6 separate regions of the Mus musculus genome follow, and regions 1, 2, 3, 4 and 5 are each linked to region 6. Evidence: chromatin contacts called from public HiCAR-type, HiChIP or PLAC-seq and promoter capture Hi-C data. All regions are on one chromosome and are shown on one strand. The core of a region is the stretch at or near the end of the contact, and the rest is flanking DNA. Distances in the headings are between cores, read along the strand shown. Region 1 has its middle 520 kb from the start of Nyap2. Region 2 has its middle 390 kb from the start of Mir6344. Region 3 has its middle 410 kb from the start of Mir6344. Region 4 holds the start of Agfg1 (ArfGAP with FG repeats 1). Region 5 has its middle 510 kb from the start of Mir6344. Region 6 holds the start of Rhbdd1 (rhomboid domain containing 1).

Evidence for each region. HiCAR-type assays count read pairs that join an accessible place to other places. HiChIP or PLAC-seq counts read pairs in DNA pulled down with a chosen protein or histone mark. Capture Hi-C pulls out chosen DNA fragments and counts their contacts.
Region 1: an H3K27ac HiChIP or PLAC-seq map of SST interneurons shows a contact between it and region 6, with 11 times the contacts expected there. The contact joins the enhancer-like site here to the promoter of Rhbdd1 in region 6. A contact is called at or near these places in 3 of 39 promoter capture datasets (cranial neural crest, frontonasal cranial neural crest and maxillary cranial neural crest), 1 of 484 Hi-C or Micro-C datasets (stem cell-derived neural stem cells), 7 of 115 datasets of contacts at active chromatin or transcription factors (SST interneurons, embryonic basal ganglia, embryonic stem cells and 3 more) and 1 of 9 other capture datasets (embryonic stem cells).
Region 2: a contact with region 6 is called in a HiCAR-type map of fibro-adipogenic progenitors, with 4 times the contacts expected there. The contact joins the enhancer-like site here to the promoter of Rhbdd1 in region 6. A contact is called at or near these places in 2 of 39 promoter capture datasets (cranial neural crest and maxillary cranial neural crest), 1 of 484 Hi-C or Micro-C datasets (muscle stem cells) and 5 of 115 datasets of contacts at active chromatin or transcription factors (embryonic fibroblasts, embryonic stem cells, fibro-adipogenic progenitors and 2 more).
Region 3: an H3K27ac HiChIP or PLAC-seq map of embryonic stem cells shows a contact between it and region 6, with 6 times the contacts expected there. The contact joins the enhancer-like site here to the promoter of Rhbdd1 in region 6. A contact is called at or near these places in 1 of 39 promoter capture datasets (cranial neural crest) and 5 of 115 datasets of contacts at active chromatin or transcription factors (acute myeloid leukemia, astrocytes, embryonic stem cells and 1 more).
Region 4: a promoter capture Hi-C map of liver shows a contact between it and region 6. The contact joins the promoter of Agfg1 here to the promoter of Rhbdd1 in region 6. A contact is called at or near these places in 1 of 39 promoter capture datasets (neutrophils), 1 of 484 Hi-C or Micro-C datasets (CD4 T cells), 2 of 115 datasets of contacts at active chromatin or transcription factors (memory CD8 T cells and pancreatic cancer cells) and 1 of 9 other capture datasets (liver).
Region 5: a FOXA1 HiChIP or PLAC-seq map of pancreatic cancer cells shows a contact between it and region 6. The contact joins the enhancer-like site here to the promoter of Rhbdd1 in region 6. A contact is called at or near these places in 2 of 39 promoter capture datasets (cranial neural crest and frontonasal cranial neural crest) and 6 of 115 datasets of contacts at active chromatin or transcription factors (acute myeloid leukemia, embryonic limb bud, embryonic stem cells and 3 more).

The regions. Positions count from the first base shown.
Region 1 is chr1:81,592,475-81,595,319 of GRCm38.p6, reverse strand. No RefSeq gene overlaps it. Among named protein-coding and RNA genes, the nearest start is that of Nyap2, 520 kb to the right of the region's middle. Within about 2 kb of position 1,274, at least 153 of the 459 cell types and tissues checked have an H3K27ac peak or open chromatin away from gene starts, as enhancers often do. A contact at or near this core is called in SST interneurons, embryonic basal ganglia and stem cell-derived neural stem cells, where this site is marked.
Region 2 is chr1:81,738,800-81,741,779 of GRCm38.p6, reverse strand. It overlaps the pseudogene Gm5530. Among named protein-coding and RNA genes, the nearest start is that of Mir6344, 390 kb to the left of the region's middle. Within about 2 kb of position 1,524, at least 37 of the 459 cell types and tissues checked have an H3K27ac peak or open chromatin away from gene starts, as enhancers often do. A contact at or near this core is called in embryonic fibroblasts, fibro-adipogenic progenitors and muscle stem cells, where this site is marked.
Region 3 is chr1:81,716,993-81,720,047 of GRCm38.p6, reverse strand. No RefSeq gene overlaps it. Among named protein-coding and RNA genes, the nearest start is that of Mir6344, 410 kb to the left of the region's middle. Within about 2 kb of position 1,592, at least 28 of the 459 cell types and tissues checked have an H3K27ac peak or open chromatin away from gene starts, as enhancers often do. A contact at or near this core is called in embryonic stem cells, where this site is marked.
Region 4 is chr1:82,837,944-82,840,915 of GRCm38.p6, reverse strand. It overlaps Agfg1 (ArfGAP with FG repeats 1), which reads right to left and starts at 1,456. Exons shown (of 13, transcript NM_001368850.1): 1 at 1,027-1,456. The coding sequence starts at 1,193.
Region 5 is chr1:81,622,734-81,625,652 of GRCm38.p6, reverse strand. No RefSeq gene overlaps it. Among named protein-coding and RNA genes, the nearest start is that of Mir6344, 510 kb to the left of the region's middle. Within about 2 kb of position 1,337, at least 14 of the 459 cell types and tissues checked have an H3K27ac peak or open chromatin away from gene starts, as enhancers often do. A contact at or near this core is called in pancreatic cancer cells, where this site is marked.
Region 6 is chr1:82,315,137-82,317,836 of GRCm38.p6, reverse strand. Rhbdd1 (rhomboid domain containing 1) reads right to left here and starts at 1,258. Exons shown (of 7, transcript NM_029777.3): 1 at 1,189-1,258.

The sequences.
Region 1 (2,845 bases), core at 25-2,524, 720 kb after region 6:
TTTCTCTGCAGCAGGATGCCTTAGACGGAATGTGCTCTCCAAGTGTACAAGGAACTTTCACGGGGGTCGGGGGTGGGGCATCGCTGAGGACCTGCTTTCTGCTCTCCTCTCTTTGCATCTTAGGGATGCAATCTAAACTACCCTTGAAGGGATGGCAGTGACATCTCTCTGAAGTTCCCCTAAACAGGAATTCTGGGAAAGTCCTCTCAGGACCAACAAGAGTGTTCCTACAATGGGCATCCTCCAGATAACACTGGTTTCTCAGTATTGAGAACCCAAGGACCGGCTCTCTGAGTATGTGTTTGTTTCAGGAGCAAAGGCACCCCTACTCCCCACCCCCTACCCCCACCCCACTCCAGTTTTCTGCTGTCTGTCAGCTCTCTTAGCCTCTTCATTCCTCCCTTCTGTCTAGACCCAGGGGACCAGAAAGGAGACTGTGGCAGTCTCTAAGAATACAGTATAACAGGTAAAGCTATTTGTTTGGTTAATTTCTCTCAGTTCAGTTAGGTCGTTTGGTCATCATCATGGTACTCTTGTATTTTATAAAGAACTGCCAGCTCCCAACAACACTCTCTTTCTTCCCACTGGAAACAGAAATATGTCCTCTTCAGGAATTTTCCACTTAACAGCCCTGGCTTCCCCAGCTGTAGCCTCACACACCAACCTGCAATGCTGTATTTATTTCCACTGCAGTTTGTCGGTTTTCGTCTTTCTTTCTTTCTTTCTTTCTTTCTTTCTTTCTTTCTTTCTTTCTTTCTTTCTTTCTTTCTTTCTTTCTTTCTTTCTTTCTTTCTTATCCAGCACAATGAGTGGTATTCAGTCATTTTAAAGCCACTCAACCACCCCCTACATCTTAGCTCTTTTTAAAATAATGCATACTTTCGAACAATGTCAGGGAGAGCCAGAAGCTTTTAAGCGACATTACAGTTAATTAGTTATGTCGCCATCACAGAATCATCAGCATTCTGGTCGTCAACTCTCCCCTCTTCTTCCCTCCCCTCCCCATTCTACCCCATAATTTTCTCATCCCAGACCCCTTTCCTGTCCTGTAAATACATTAAAGACAAACCTCACGGTCCATATTCTTTTCTCCCAATTGTTTACTTTTGCAAATTATTTCACTTGAGCAATATTTACAAACTATACAACAGGCCTGACGCGATGATAAGAGAGGAGACAGATTGCTTATAATCTCCGCTATAAACCAGGAAGAGAGCTTGCAAATGTGTTCCCAGCCCTGCATCAGCAAAGGCTTGCAGCTGAGCCCGATCTCAGCGCCACTCCCCACCACTCAAACGCTGACTGCAAAATTGGGGGCCCCTAATGCCAGCCCAAGGAGTTCCTGGGAGGGAGGAGGCATCCCAAGTCTCTAGTCAATGCAGGGAAACGAGGGCATTTAGGGGAGATCAGTTGCTGGTTAAGTTACAGGGACATGATGCTAGCCTTCTCTGATGAAGATTGTAGGATCCGTGACCACAAAAGCCTGCAGTGCGGAGCTCTGCGGAGTCTGCGACTAGCAGAAGGAGGAGGAGCCAGGAGGAGCCTCCCCAGTCTGGCAGGGTGGTAGCTTCTCAGACAGTCTGGCCTAGGGGCGTCACAGGAGCACAGCTGAGTGTCTGTAGAAGGAACTAGAATTTCGAAGATATAGAGAGGGGGGAAGAAGAGAGGAGTTTGTTCAAGCTGGGAGGGCGGGCCCCAGGGGGCGTATGCAACAAAAGAAGAAATAGATTGCAGCCTTGCGGGACACCTAGGGTATTTCTTTCAGGGGGCATTACTTCCACTTTTAGGCAGGAACAAGAGCTGGGAGGCAAACAGCAGCACAAGCTGACAGCTCCAAGGTGATCAAAGGGGACAGAATGAATGTCTTGCTCTCAGAGCTATTTATTACAAAGAGAGGGGTGCTCCTGGCCACGCTGAAGGGGAGAGGGATTAAGATCAACTAGAAAGAGACCGGCCTGTGCCTGGCTCCTTTATGTAGGAGCGGAAAATGGGCATGTATATTTTAATATATGGATATTTAAGTGTAGTTGCATTTGAAGAATGGTATTCAGTACAGGTTTAGTCCTCTCCATGGACACCACACACACACACACACACACACACACACACACACACACACACACACACCAGCAGCAGCAGCAGCAGAAGCACCACCCCACCACCATCACCACCACCTCCACTACCACCTATATGATATCCTTATGACTATAGAGGAAAATTCTACCTCCCACTCCCAAATGTTACTGTACTTATTAAACCGTCTCAGCATCCTAAAATGAATGGCCCAGGACTGGGACATTTTTATCCAGACACACCCCCAAAGGGACACTAGCTAACTTTCTTGGGTGTAATTAACCTTAAGCATCAAGTACACACACACACACCACACACACACACACACACACACACACACACACACACACACACACACTTCCGTGATTTGGGGAGAATCTGTCTTTTTCTAAGGGCAACAGAGCAAGGTGTAAAAATACCCTTCTATATTTTAGACAAGAAATGCCTACCTATCCAGGAGGCCTGTATGTGGGTCCTCCTTAACATTTGGGCAGAGCTCTATATGCCTTGCAAACTTCAGCATGAGGCTTGGTCCCACAACAAAGGCATGGGAAGCAAAGAGACTTCCTGGGCATTAGGTGCAGTCTCCAGAAATACAACGTAGCTGTCTAAAAAGTCTTGCCTGATGTGGAACACACTTTTGTACACGATAATGTGGACCTATGTGTATGCCCACAGCTTTGTCTGCCTCTTTACACTAAAAGTTTACAAGGCAAAACAATTTAACAGCAACAAACAGACTAGCTTTTACCCAAATTCAATATAAAACAAT
Region 2 (2,980 bases), core at 275-2,774, 580 kb after region 6:
TTTTATACATTCTTAAGGTTTTCACTGTGAATTTGGGAAAACAGTTATGTGAATTTATATACATAGAAATGATCTTCTCTATGAAAACATACTTTGACTTTGTCTTTCGTTTCCCATTTTTGTGGAAACGTAAATGCTATTGTAATTTAATATAAAACTACACATTAAATATAATTATGATTTACACACACACAAAAAAACCCTATACTAAAACATGTTATCTTCATGAGGTCAGCAATTCTCACTAAACAAAGCTTATGGTAACTGATGTTCTTTGTCAGTCTGATGGCATCTAAGATCTCCTAGGCAATAAACCTCTGGGCAAGTCCAGGATAGAGGTTAACTGAAGTGGGAAAGCCCATCCTAAATGTGGGCAACACCATTTGATAAGCTGGGTGCCTGGAGTGAATAAAAAGAAGAGAGCTAAGCCACCAGTATTCATGAGTTATTTCTTGACTGCAGATTCCATGTAACCAGCTGCCTCCAGGCCTGCTGCCTTGACTTCTCTGCTCTGATGGACTATATCATCAACCTGTGAGCCAAAATCCTTCCTTCTTTGGTCCAGTATGTTGTAACAGCAATGAGTAAATAATGCAGAGCTTCACTTTTCCTTGTGTCTTAGCCTCTTTCTCTCCTACTTTTGATCACACAGGGCACCATTATTTTCATTCTTGATTACATGGCAGATCTTGTTTAAACAGAAACCGTAAGCTCCTAGCTGGTGCAGATTGTATCTTATCTATCTGTGTGAATTGGTGCTTTTGTTTACCCCCTTGCCTAACGCAGCAGAGTCTCAGACACACAGCATGTGTGCTTGCTTAATGTTGCCTAAATGTCCAAATGCAAACTTGGTTATGATGGTTTCTATAAAGGTTGGGAGAAGGAAGGCATCCTTGTGCCCTGTTAAAGGGACCTTGAAAGAGAGCCATTTAGAAGACATCATCTGAAACTCAGATACTCATTTTCTCTGAAGGCCTTGTCTTTCCTTAAACTCTGTCTTTCTCATCCATTTCTTATCCCCTTGGTCAGGAAAGGCATACTGTGAGTGAAGCATCATGTGCAGTTCCTGTAGAACAGCATCCTCTATGTTTCCGAAGCTGGCGATCATGCGACACTGTACCTATTGCTTCATATTTATGAGGAAACGAAGACTCACACTCACTTTACTCTAAAACAAAATCAAGTCTGGCATACTGGTGCCACAGGCAGGATGAAAAGAGCATGGCATTTTCAAGTAGCAGGTTGTTATTATTACTTTGGCTTTCTTGAAGTTATGTGTTTTCCTTCAGTCCATCTTCCTCCTCTAATCTTACAAACACATAGGCAAACCGATAAAGCCCTAAGCACATTTTAAAGTCCTTAAAACAAGCATGTGAGGGAAGTATTACCAAATCCTTGCTTCATCAGGCAGAAAGAAAGCCTCAGAGAAGTTAAGTGACAGCCAAATGGTGCACAGCTAGGAGGCAAAGTTAGAATCTGAGCTCATTCATTCAGAATCTAGCATCTGTACTCATACCTACTATGACAAACTGTTGCTTCTTTGAAAGTTGGCTGTATTTGTATGAAGGGAAAGTATTTTTAGGGAAGAGAGCTAGGCAGCTGACTCAGAGGATCCTTGGAGCTGCGCCATACAAGGATAAGGCAGTATGACAAATAATCACTTCTCTCCTAGTGTAACATCCTATCCAACTCTTGGATGTCCATGTGATTTGTTCCTTGGGTAATATAACTGGATAGTTTCTAAAGAAACTAAATGGCTTCCTAACCTTGGAGAAATTACCCCACTTCTGCCTATGATGAGGATTGCTATGGCCCCTGGCCTGAATGCCCCAGGAGTTTACGTCTGGATGTTCTTGTATCCTAAAACTACCTTAATGTTGTTTTATTGTATTCTTCATGCTTATAAAAAAGAGTTTCATAGATTAAAATTACTAAAAAGTTATACATTTATATGCTTACTTAATATATACCTTATATATTTTTCCTGTAAAAATCAAGCCTCATAAAAATACATATGAGGTATAAGAGAAGCTGGAAATCACCTGAGATAAAAGAGGTGTTCTATTGTGATGGTCTCAGAGAAGGAAATCTCTCAGGGTGAAATTCAGTAACCCCTCATTTCTGACACATGTCTCTTGAGGTGCTCCCATTCAATGGGGACGTACTCTGTGAAGTGCCGAGTGCTGAAAGGTACCTCTGTCTCATGGGGCGTCTGGAATGAGGCTCAATAGAAATTTTCATTCCAGTTGAATGGAAAACACAAAAGGGAGTGTTTTATGGGACTCAAAAGCCTGGCAAAGATGGATTGATTATGTGTGCAAATGGCCTGGGAATGCCTGTTTTTCCTACTACTGGTTTCCTGCAAAGGTCCTGGAAATTACTATCTCACTATTTGCTTTTAAATACAGTTTTAAAATCCCAGCATGAAGCGTCCTCCAATCAAACATCCATGGACATCCGTATGCCCTTTATGGTTTTTTAAATGTGCAGTTATCTCTCTATCTAAATAACTATCTAGCTAATAAATGTCTAAGAGATAGTACTATGCCTTCTTTGACTAAAATATTATGATTTTCCTTTTCTTTGTGAATTCATGTTTCTAAAGGCAATCATTAACGTCTGGGGGAAGTTACTATGTTCCTTGGAATATGTTTGTTACATCTGTGGTGTGAAATGAATCCATTTCTGACTCCTAAAATATTTCGTTTTCTGAGATTCTTTGACACCACAGTGTGACTAAATAAATTACTCTTTGTGTATAGCCCGGTTCCCATAGTTGTATTACTTAAAATTTTCCCACTTTTATTTTCACTGGGAGAAATTTTTATGAAGATCAAATTCATTATTTTGTTGGCTGTATGTATCTTCATTGTATATGAACTGTCTTAACAATGCCACTTTGCCCTCAACAAAATAAAAGCAACAGTGGATGAGAGACATCTACTGTGTAGCTTTGTGATGTGGGGTCTTTTTGCTGTTA
Region 3 (3,055 bases), core at 343-2,842, 600 kb after region 6:
TTGCCAGATGAGAGATATAACCTTGTTTCATCCTTCTCTGTGTGGGTATCTATTTTCCCAGAACTATTTACTGACAGGATTATCTTCATTCTAGTGTATACTTTCTATACTTTGTAAAAATTCCATTGGTTGTAGATGAGTGGGTACATCTGTGTTCTCTATTCTGTTTCATTGATTTATGCATCTGTTTTTGAGCCAGTGCCATACTGCTTTTGTTGCTACATCTCTTCAGTATAACTTACAATCAAGTATGTTGATACATCTGAGCATTAATTTCAAAATTGCTTTGTCTATCCTGGTCTTTATGACTTCCAAATGAATTTGTTTTGTTTTTGGTTTTGTTTGTTTGTTTGTTTGTTTGTTTTCTGTAAAACTTGACCTTGGGATTCTGAAGTAGATTGCACTAAATCTTAAATTGCTCTTGGCTTTTTGTTATTGTTTTTTGTTTTGTCCAATGTACCTTACTTACAGATGACTTACAGGATGTGGTCCAGCTAACCCCAAAATGGCTAGCTATGAAGAGAAAGTCCAACAATTCAGTAGTTGCTTAGTCAATAAGGCTGGATGTCTCAGCTGGTCTTCAGTATATGCTGGAATCCCAAAGAAGTAGGCTCTAATGCCAGTGATAGAATGGCCTTATTAGCAAGGCGAGGACAAGCATGCAAAGATCAAAAGCATCTTTTTTTTTCCATGTCTTCATACGGGCTTACAGCAAAAGATATGGCCGAGATTGAATCTGGATTAATGGAGTGTCTTTCTACCTCAAAGATCCAGATTAGAAATGAATTTTCCTACTTAAAATTAAGCAAAAGTCCCTCACAAATATCCCTACATATGTGTTATCTCCACTTTGTTTAGCTCCAAATGTGGTCTAATTAATAAAATAGGGAACCTTAGGTATTCTTAACTGTATAATAATAGTTATATAATTTTACAGAAAACACCAATAATTTTTTTAGTGACCACCAATGTTTAAGAGCATGACACATAAGATAATTAATCCAAGCTCAGAATGTGTGTTCAGAAAGTACTAAAGGAGTGGGATTGTCAGGAGTATATTAAATATTAATAGAGGATCTTTAGTGCGTGACAGAACCATAAAGCCATGGAAGTTTTTTGTGTTACTTGGAAATGGAACTTACTTTGGGTAAACTTTTGATCCAATGACAAGGGACTATTTTATTGGTAACAGCTACTTTCACTATGACATTCAGACAACATGGGTCAGTGGTATGTGTCGGGACAACAAACATCATCTGCCTTAAATAGGATCCTTGGCAATAGTTTTCCAAATGAAATTTCCTGAAAGGCCTTTTCTGTCTTCAGCATTCAGGGATAAAGAAGGAGCCATTTCAGAGTCAGCGGCCTAAGCAGTACCACAGAGGTAAACAAGTGTAGAATTCAAATTCCAAAAGATTTACAGCTTATGACTTAAAGGAGAAGAAAAAAAGAGAGAAAGAAAACAAATTGCCTTTGAAATCCCCAAAAGAACTATCTCCTCCCTAAGTTAAATTTACCTTTGAATTTAAAAACAGAAAAGGCCAGACTGAGCCCAACTGAACATCCAATCAAAGAAGTTACTGTTTTACAAGCTGTGAAGCCCACATTCCTGGCATTCCTCTCTAAATACACAAGACCCTTGAGACACCTTTGTGTAGCCTCCAACCTTTCATGAATTTCAAATAAAACACAGATCTCTTTCAAGCACACCCTTGAATATTTACATATAAACAGGTCATATTCCCAGATGTAAGACCTGACTCTGCTGAGACAACTGGGAATGAATTTTTATTTACTTTTTCATATTTGAAAAGACAAGAAATAGATTTCCAGATATTCTCAGAGCAAAATTTTCTCACCGTATTTTTTTTTAAATAGTCTTTCATTCCTTTAGGAAATGAGCTTGAAAGTATTCTGTCTGTAATGATAGACAAGCAAAAAGAAAAAACAAGATCCTTTCACCTTTTGTATTCTGTTTCCTAATAAAAAAGAACACTAATTGCTTTAGATTATGATGTCCATATTTAAACAATCTAGTGAACTATATTGAAATTCAATTTAATAATAAAACTATCACCAACTCAGAGATATACAACTTCATAGTAGTTCACAAATTATTGATGAACACAGCTATACAGGTATATAATATTATATAAAAATGGACTGTAGTGATTAAAATCAATTAAACAGTACTAGAAAATAAGTAGAGGTTAGGAGGAGAAAATCAGTGTGGACCACAGAGCTAAATAAAACATGGCTGAAGCAGTTTGGGTAAGAGCAGACAGGTAGGTGCAGTTCACAGAGCACTGGAATAAAACAAAGAGGCTTTCTGGGTAAGAGCAAACCTGGAAAAAGCTGGGCCTCTCTAGGGGCCTATAACTAAAGCAGATTAGCTGGAGTAAATGTTTTATGCAACTTAGGAAAAGAGAAGAAACCAATATAAACTTAATGTTGACCATACAGAATTCATGGAGCATAATTGTCATTTTCTGTTCCACCATGCCTTCTTCTTTGGAAAATTTACTTCCCTACTTAACTTGGATCTTAGACTGGGTGATGTCTGTTTGCATCAGAAAACCTACAAAAGCCCTCGAATGGACAGGTAGAATCTTGGTTCAGAAATTAGAATTAAGTATGCAAAGTTCAAAGCGGGTTTAACGTTTCACCCAGGAGAGGGAGGTATGATTGTCCACACTGCTTGTGTCCTCTAGCTTACTGAGCTCTGATTCTGACCAGCATCAGAAAGGATGTGGGAACTAGAGCAGAAGTGATGAGCAGATGCAAGCGTTTCTTGATTGCTATTGTTCTAAGATGAGCTTGGCAGGCATGTCAAGCTCCTGCCTAATCGTCTCTACTCCAGTGCTTCAGAGGTTCTCATGGACCCTGTGATTCGAAACAACCATGAAGGCCACCATATTCTCCTTCATCCTTAAAACTGTCCCACTTTCACAGAGACTCCTATTGGATCCCCATCACTCCTCTATGTGGTCATAATTTATTGAGGGTTTGGAAGACTCCCCTTAATTTAGAAGTAATTATGAAAGAAACAAAACAT
Region 4 (2,972 bases), core at 207-2,706, 520 kb before region 6:
ATTAATATAATAAAAAATTTTGGGAGGGCCCAGGAAAAGGTTCAGCCTGTAAAAGTGAACCCAGGTATACAAAACATGCACACGTGTCCCCACACTGCGACATGCACGGTAATATTTTTTAAGACCCAAGGAATATTAACTACCAGATCATTAAAAATGCATTGAATTCAAGATAACCAGAAAATAATTGCATCTAATCAGTTCCAGAGTCACCTGCAACCTTTCCAAGTGAAATTTCACAAGAACAAAAATTCCCATCACAACACAGCTTAAACAGAGAGGCCTAGACATGCCATCTGAGTAATTTCAGGCGGTCACCTCCATCTCCTTTCTCAATATTGTCTTCCCAGTCCCCATTTCTCCAGACAGATAGGACACTTGGGTTCTGATACAGAAATCTCATCGAGCTCCATCCTTATTTTGAAGCGCACAACTCCTGATTACCCTTTTCCAGTAAAACTTTCCCCAACTGAGGACACTTGGAGCCATGCAGCCACAACCCTCGTGCTTTTGCTGCCTCCCCGCCTCACGTAATTAATCCTCTAGGGAGAACTTTTCTCCTGGGATTCACACCTCAGCCATCAAGACCTATTAACGCCCCCCGCCCGCCCCCAACACGCCCCAGCTACCTGAGTGCTGTGGACCGGAGGAAGATCCCCAGCTTTCTGCGTCCCTGCTCTCACCCTCCCCACCAGCTCCGCGGCACCGAGCAGAGGCCGGGCCCCCCAACCACGGAGCTGCGGGTCGCACAAAGGCCCCGCACCGCCCTCCCGGGGATGCTCCCCGCCTGCGCCCCCCGAGGCGCGGCCACGCCCGCTGAGCGGCGGGAAGCCGGGATGCTCCGCCGGGCCGGCCGCTGGCTGACCCCGACCCCACCCACGCCCCACCCACGCCGGCCACCCCAAGGCTGGACCCTCGCCCGGCCAAAGAGCAAGAGCATCTCCGGCCCCCAAGGCCTAGGCTGGCCGCATCCCCAACGGGCCCCGCCGCCACGGCCCGGTACCCACGACCCCCGTCCGCACTCACAGGCTGCCGGAGCAGGAGGTGCACACGAACGAGCCGACCGTCATGTTCACGTAGGTGGGGCCGCGCTGGTCGCAGTCGAAACACTTGCGGTTGTGCGGCAGCCCCGTCATGTCCCGCAGCATCTTCAGGTGCTTCTCCTCCTGCTTCCGCTTCGCGCTGGCCGCCATGGCCGCGGCTCCGACCGAGGAGGCCGGCAGGGCCGGGAGCCGGCGGCGCTGCCGGGGCCCCGCGCTCCCTTCCCACGGGCCGCCCTGGCCGCCGCCGCCTCCGCCCTCGCGGACTCCGGTCTCGGCCTCCGCTCGGCTCCGCCGGGCAGGACAAGGCGAGGAAGCTGCGCAGCACGCGCCGACCGGTCACACCAACCGGCCGGGCGGGACAACCGCCACCGCCGCCGCTGCCACCTTCCCGACTTCTCCTAAGGGGGAAAGACGAGGTGGGGGGCGGGGGGAGCGGCAAGAGGAGACCGGCCTCGGGCAGCCGGGGGCCAAGTGCAGGCTGGCGCCCTCTGCTGGCCGGGAGGAGTCACTGCGGCCACGCTGCGGCAAGGGTCGGAGCTGGGCGGGGTAGAGAAGACACAATGGTGTCAATAAATTACAGCCCTTATCCGCTGGGTGCCTGTACGTGCAAAGAGCTTCGTGTAAGCAGGCTATCTTCCTCCAGGCAGAAATGTTCCCGGCAGCTTCCCGCTGCTTTAGGAGACACTCCAAATTCTTCCCTTACAGAATCTAGCCTAGTCGCCTTCTTCCAAGTCATCCCCATTCACTCCGCTACTCTAGACTTAAATTTGTATGGTGCACTGGGATAAATTTACGACGGTATTTACCTGCCGAAGCCAGAGTTCCAACATAGTCCAACTGCAACACCCACCTTTTGAGGCTGCAGGAAATCACTGCTAGCCCCTAAGACACTGGTTCGGGTGGGGGTGGGGGTGTTGAACAACCCTCTCAGAGGGGTCACCTAAGACCATCGGGGAACACAATTTACATTACTATTCATAACAGTAGCAAAATTACAGGTATGGAGTACCAATGGAAATAATTTTGTGGTGGGGGGTCACCACAACGTGAGGAACTGTATTAAAGGGTCGCAGCAGCATTAGGAAGGTAGAGAACTCCTGCGGTAAGGTATGAGAAACCATCTGTACCTTCATTTCTCAAAGGAGTGTGGGGAGGCTCAAAAACTGAGTTACCGAATACTGTCCCAGCCCCCACTGCAAATGGAGTAGTTTTCACAAGAGGAGAATTCAAGTTTCCTAGCTGAAAATGCTGAGTCAGCCCCGGGGAACCATCGGGTTAACTTAACATTATTATAATAGTAAATGGCATTATTATTAAAGGGGGGCAGATAGGATGGCTAGTGTTTCTGAACTGTTTCCTACATGAGAAATTTAACTATCCCTAGGATCCAGAGTTCATCTTCAACAACTATCAGCTCATGTCTCTTCTTGCTTTATTGATCCCCTTGCCCAATATCATATTTATCTTAAAATAAACCCACTTATTACTAATATATATATATATATATTTCAGGACTGAGACTGTAGCTCAAAGGCAGAGTGGTTACTATGTATAGGCAGGCCCTGGTTTTATCCCTAGCCCAAGAAAAGTAAAAACTCCCTCTTCCTCTCCCCCTTTTCCTTCCCCCCTCCCTCCCCCTCCCTCTCTCTCTCTCTCTCTCTCTCTCTCTCTCTCTCTCTCTCTCTCTCTCATCTCTCCTTTTCTTTCCTCCCCTCCCTCTCATGTAACTACAGTACAGCTAGCATACAGAGAAAGTTAGGACTAATTCTTTGACAGTCATCAAATGTCCTGCCGCTGTTGAAGTTAGTGCTCAGATCATTATTTTTTTTTAATTACTACTTTCCCTTGACCGGTTAGTGTACAACTGTAGTCAGGTATTGACAGTCCAAGAATGGGGTCCCATGAAGAGATTTCTGAGTGCTTGTGAGA
Region 5 (2,919 bases), core at 88-2,587, 690 kb after region 6:
AAAAGAGAAAATAATAGAAATCCTTCATCTCTGCATTGCCCCACTTATGTTGCTAATAATTCACCTTAAAACATATAATGTGATACAATGCTTGTTATCACAATGCTTAACTTGATGTTTTTCAGAATTCTAGTAAATATACACATTTATGTTCATTGAAGCAAAGATTGCTGGTGTTTGAAAACTGACATATGTAAGGGTAGATGTGAAGACACTATAGGGATAATTCAAGTTGATTTCTGAGCTGGTTCAAATTATTTTAAAATTATATGTGAGAAGCTCATAACTCTCTTTTCAACATCAAATTTCCATTCATTGAAAGATGGAATAATTAGCCAAGGGTGAATTATGTGGAACAACTGAACTTGTCAAAATAAAAACATCTTCTGTCATGAATAAAATAGTACACCTTCCCATGGAGAACTCATTGGAAATCACACATTCTGGAGTTAGAAAGGAGGTATTGCCATTATCTCTGTCTCTATCTTTATTTCTCTCTATAGGTAATATAAATCTATCTACATCTCATCTATATATCTATACAGATAAATATCTATAATCTCATTGTTGACTTTTGTGATTGTAGAATAATAAATATTCTGCACGACTTAACATATTTCAATCTAAGTGCATTTTGTATATATACTCTAGATCATTAGCAGGGAGATCTCTGTATCTCTGTCTCTCTTCCCTCTTTCACTGTGTATGTATGTAGGTATGTATCTATGTAAGTAAAGATATAGATGCATACATACATAGATACATAGGTAGAGAGTGAGAAGAAATGAGAATTTTAGGAAAGAATAACAAATATCTATGGCTACATTATAGGTAAAAGTGAGGCTTTTAATGTGTGTGTGTGTGTGTGTGTGTGTGTGTGTGTTTATGTATGTATGCTCACACACATGTGCATATATAACATGAAGATATATGAGCCAGTTAACTGTTTTGAAACTGAGTACTTTAGCTTTGTATTGAAGTGGCATGCCAATCCTATTGATTGCTGAATAAAACTGTACTGCATAGATCACTTTGGTTTATGTTAGTTGAAAGGGTTCATTTTCAATGAAAACTTTCTTGTTATTCTGAACAAATGCATTTTTATATTAAGACACACTGGATCAAAGGTATTTGACACTGCTGACTTTTAGCCACCAGTTACTAAACTGCAAACCAGATCTCCCCAGGAGCTATGCTTTGGACTTTTAGGGGGAACAATGTTTTCTGTCTACCTTGCTGATGGCACTTTCTCTTGGCCACGTCCGCACACATGCCACACACTCAACCATCCATAAAGGTGAGTCAAAGTCTCCTGTGCTTCTCTGTACTATGTCCCTTGCTGAATCATACCCTTGCTGAATCATACCCTTGCCGTGTGTATATCTGAACGGCAGCAGTTACTCTCATTGTTGCTTCTTTAATGATTATAGAATAAGTGAATGCTATGCACTAATCCCCACATTCCATTCTCCTGTGTTTTGTATATTGACTTTAGGTCATTAGCAGGCACCCCTAAATACTATTACTGCTTCTCTTTTTAGACATGCAGCCTCCAGCCTCCATATCTAGATGCAGGCACTATCACTTTTCCTTTCTAAAACTGGACAGACTGTCTCATAGAAAAGCTAAGTAAGTTTCACATAGGGCACACAGGCTATGTGACAGAGATGATGAAACTCAGACATCATGTTTAATAATTCCCTGTCCTTAGTACTACACTGTGAAGCCATGATCTTGTGCAGTCCTTGCTATTACTGGTACACAGTCACCTAAGTCTTCAGATGTAACCTGTATAAAGGTTTTGATTTGACTCTTGGCATTCTTTTCCTATACAAATCTATTAAAGGAATATTCTCTTGAAAACTATTTATTTTCAGTGATATGGCAATTTGACTTTATGTCTATGAGTGTGTGTGTGTGTGTGTGTGTGTGTGTGTGTGTGTGTGTGTGTGCTGTGAAAGTGTTTTCCCTTGGTGTCTGAGTGTCTGTGATGATGATATTGGTGAGCACTAGGAAAACTGCCTTCTATGTACATAAAAAATTCTAATAAACAATGCAGCCAAAGTGCTAAAGGATGTCTACTCTTTTGTAGCCTGCACTCAGATGCAAGAACTTAAACATTATCTTAGGACATTAGCGCTTACAGCCAACTACGCTGCCAAGTTCAGCAAATACTTGCTCAAAATACCCAATATATTTGCCACAGAGGATTGCAGATATACGGAATTTGAAGCAATGTTTTGCCCAATGTGCTATGGTTGAAATATAGATGTCTCCTCCAAAAAGGTATGTTGAGAATTAATCAGTATTATAATGATATTATTAAAATAATTTTTAAAATCTGTTTTTCCTCCCCAGTCCTGCTCCCAGAATGATGACTCTGAGACTAATTAGTTATTATTTAATGCCTAGGACATAAGCTTTTTCTCATTCCCTGACTAGATCGTAGCTTATTTAACCCATTTAACTATTCTATGTCTGCCACTTCAGTCTACCTTTCTCCTCTTCTCTTCTCAATGTCTCTCTGAGTCCCTCTGCAGTTTATGTCTGTCTTCTATCTCGGCTCCCATCTCATTCCGTTCCCATCTCTCAGTCCTTAAGCTCTCTTTAAGCCTCTCTTTATCGCTTACTATTTCCCAGAATCCTCTCTTCCTGCCAGTATCCCACCTCCTATTTCCTGTCTTAGCTCATTGGCCATCAGCTTTCGTATTGACAGGTGATGTTTATAAGAGAGTCTCCTTATATGACATTAAGATCCACGGTAATTATCTTTTTTGTTTTGTTTTTGATTTTGTTTTTTTTGCAACTCATAAATCATCCCAAAATTTTCAAATTTAAACTAGGTAAAAAGTTTACCTAGATTTAAAAAAAATTAAAAAAAAAAACCTTAAAGTTTGTGTACCCATTAATTATAGCATA
Region 6 (2,700 bases), core at 9-2,508:
CCTCGTCCTTCCTCCACGACCTGTGCGCTTTCTTCATGCAGGTCTAGTAACTTCTCTTGGAGTGTTTTGTATGGGTTATTGCTACCCACTTGTTTTCACATGTCAACACTTAGTACTATGAAGTCACAGTTAAATGATTCGGTCAAGATTCCAGATCTAGAAAATACCTCACCTTACTCTAACCTCATTATGTATAAAATTCCATAACGAGTGAGTACTTTTTACGCTGTTATTCGTCGAACTCAGTACCCGGAAGTGCTAGAATGGACCGAAAGGCTTGCTCAAAGGGGTATGACACTAAAATCTGTACTGCCAACAATTCCCTCAGAAGATGCTGTTGATGGAGAGCAAACCCAGGACCAAGGCAGGAGCACTTGCTCTCCTGGAATGTACCAGAACACTAGAAGATCCGAAGCAGAATCAGTAATAGAAGCAGGAAGAAGGTAAATGAGGTTAGGACGTTGGGATGAAAAGTAGAGGGGGAAAAAAAAAAAAAAACAAAAAACCTGGCACCATGCCCCCCCCCCCAAAGAAAACCTGGTGTCATGAAGCTACTGAAAGGGACTTTTATAAATGAGTCTGACAACTGAATCTTAACCGTGCAATAATTAGATATTACAGTTGTTATTGTTGTTGTTGTTGTTTTAAATAATGCCTGTTTTGGAAAAACGGAAAGGCATGTGTGAAAAGAGAAGAGGTGAAGTCCCTCGGGTGTATGTCTGTCCTCTATTCTGTGGTACAGACAGCCTTACAGAGGTTAGGATGGGTCTGTGTGTTTGAGACAGAAGTGGCCGCCCCCCCAACCACCTGCCACTGCAAGCTCTGTGCAAGCTGATGCAACTTCGCCTCAAACTTCCTGAAGTCGGAGGAACCTCGCAAAAGCCTATCCGGGCAGCCTAGATCTCCATGAGCCAGGGAAGCGGTACCGGTGCGACTGCCCCTGCGACCCCATCCCGGCCGGCCGGAGGGGAGAAGAAGACCCGGACCCGGCGGGCCGGCTCCTCCGCCCGGTCCCTAAGCAGCACTTCCGCCCAGCGGACCCTGGCTGGCCCCATAGCAGCGCTTCCGCCCGGCCCGCAGCGGCCCGGATCTCAGCCCCGGCCCCGCCATCCGTGGTCCCGGGAAGCCGCAACACACGCCGCACAAAAGCGATGCCATACACTCAGCTGAAGAGACGCGGAAACTCACTCTCTCTAAGACCCGCTTGCGTCCTCACGTACTCCCGCGCTCGTGCGTCACTACGTCTGGACGCCGAATCCGGAGACTCAACTTCCGGCACGGACGCCGATTCCGCAGGCTCCACTTCCGGCGGCCTAGGGAAAGGAGCGGCAGTCTGCGCATGCTCCGTGCTTCGTACTGCCTTTTCGGCTTCCTCTAGCTAATGCGTAGCGCTCATCCTATTCAACCCTTAGCAACAAGGGTGTCGGTGTGCTTTTACAGCCATAACTAACTAATAATCACTTACCACGCGCACAGCGCATGAGTCGCCTATGGCCAGCTCCCTCAAGGCCAAAGTTTCTTCCCGGTGCAGTGTAGTCTACCAAGTGGACGGTGGAGACAGTAGCTGTTCCCAATGGGCCTCAGGAGAGCTGCTTATCCCAGAAAGTAGGCCGGCGAAACAGGGCCACGGTGTACATTTCATTCCCCAAGCACAAACACGAGGCCACACTGCTTAGCCTGTTTACTGCTTTAAGGGCTCGTGAGAAAAGGTTTTTGTGACTTAGGTCGTTTGATGCAATTTTCTCCTTCTAACGTGGAACCAGTTTCATGGGCAGCTTCTTCTAAAGGCAATGCTGCATTTGTGTCCTACAAGAAAACGATGTTTGGTGTAATTATTTTTCTAGTAATTAGAGGAGAGCTCCACCTTTTCAAGGCATGAATTGGGTGCAGGTATATTTACCAAAAGGCTTAGTAGCCACGTCTAGTTAGCATATTAAAAACTTCCCAGTCCCCCAAAAGTTAATCTTCTATTGTATAACAGAAGAAATTCTCCTAAAAAATTTTCCCTTGTAGTTGGAATTTGAATGAAAATTTCCCACACTATTAGGAGATATAGATGAGAATTTCAAGTGACAAAATTCTTAGCAAATTCAAGAATGAATTCTTATAATTTAACCCCTTTCAGGTATAAAAAAAAGTGGGGGGGTATGTAAGTCCAAGACTGACATTGCGAAACTGCATTCCTGGAAATGGAACCCAAGTGAGTAGGGGGAACTAAATTGCATGTAGAAATATATCTCCTTAGGAAGAAAACATGAATGCAATTTCTCAAAAGGAGAGGTCTCTATTTGTTCTTCCCACCAATTCTATGCATCCATTCCATTAATATACTCTTGCTTTATATTCTCTGTCAGTCTACCCCTTTCTATACTTACACTGTTTTTGTTATTATCTTGTTTTTAAGTGCAGAAGTGACTTTAAAAGAGCCGCAAATCAAGTCTCAAATCAGTAATCTCAAAAAAAATGCAATTGTAAATAGACAGGGCTTAGGAATGTTCTTGGGGAGCAGGCTGTGATGGTGAACACTAATGACCCCACAGTTTGAAGGTAGAGACAGGAAGATTGGGAGTTCAAGGACAGCCTCAGCTATATAACTTCAAGACCAGCTTAGTCTATATGACATCCTGAATCATAAAAAGTAAAGAAAAAAAACATTTTAATCCTATTTTAAATATGAGTAAAATGTTTCATTGGCATATA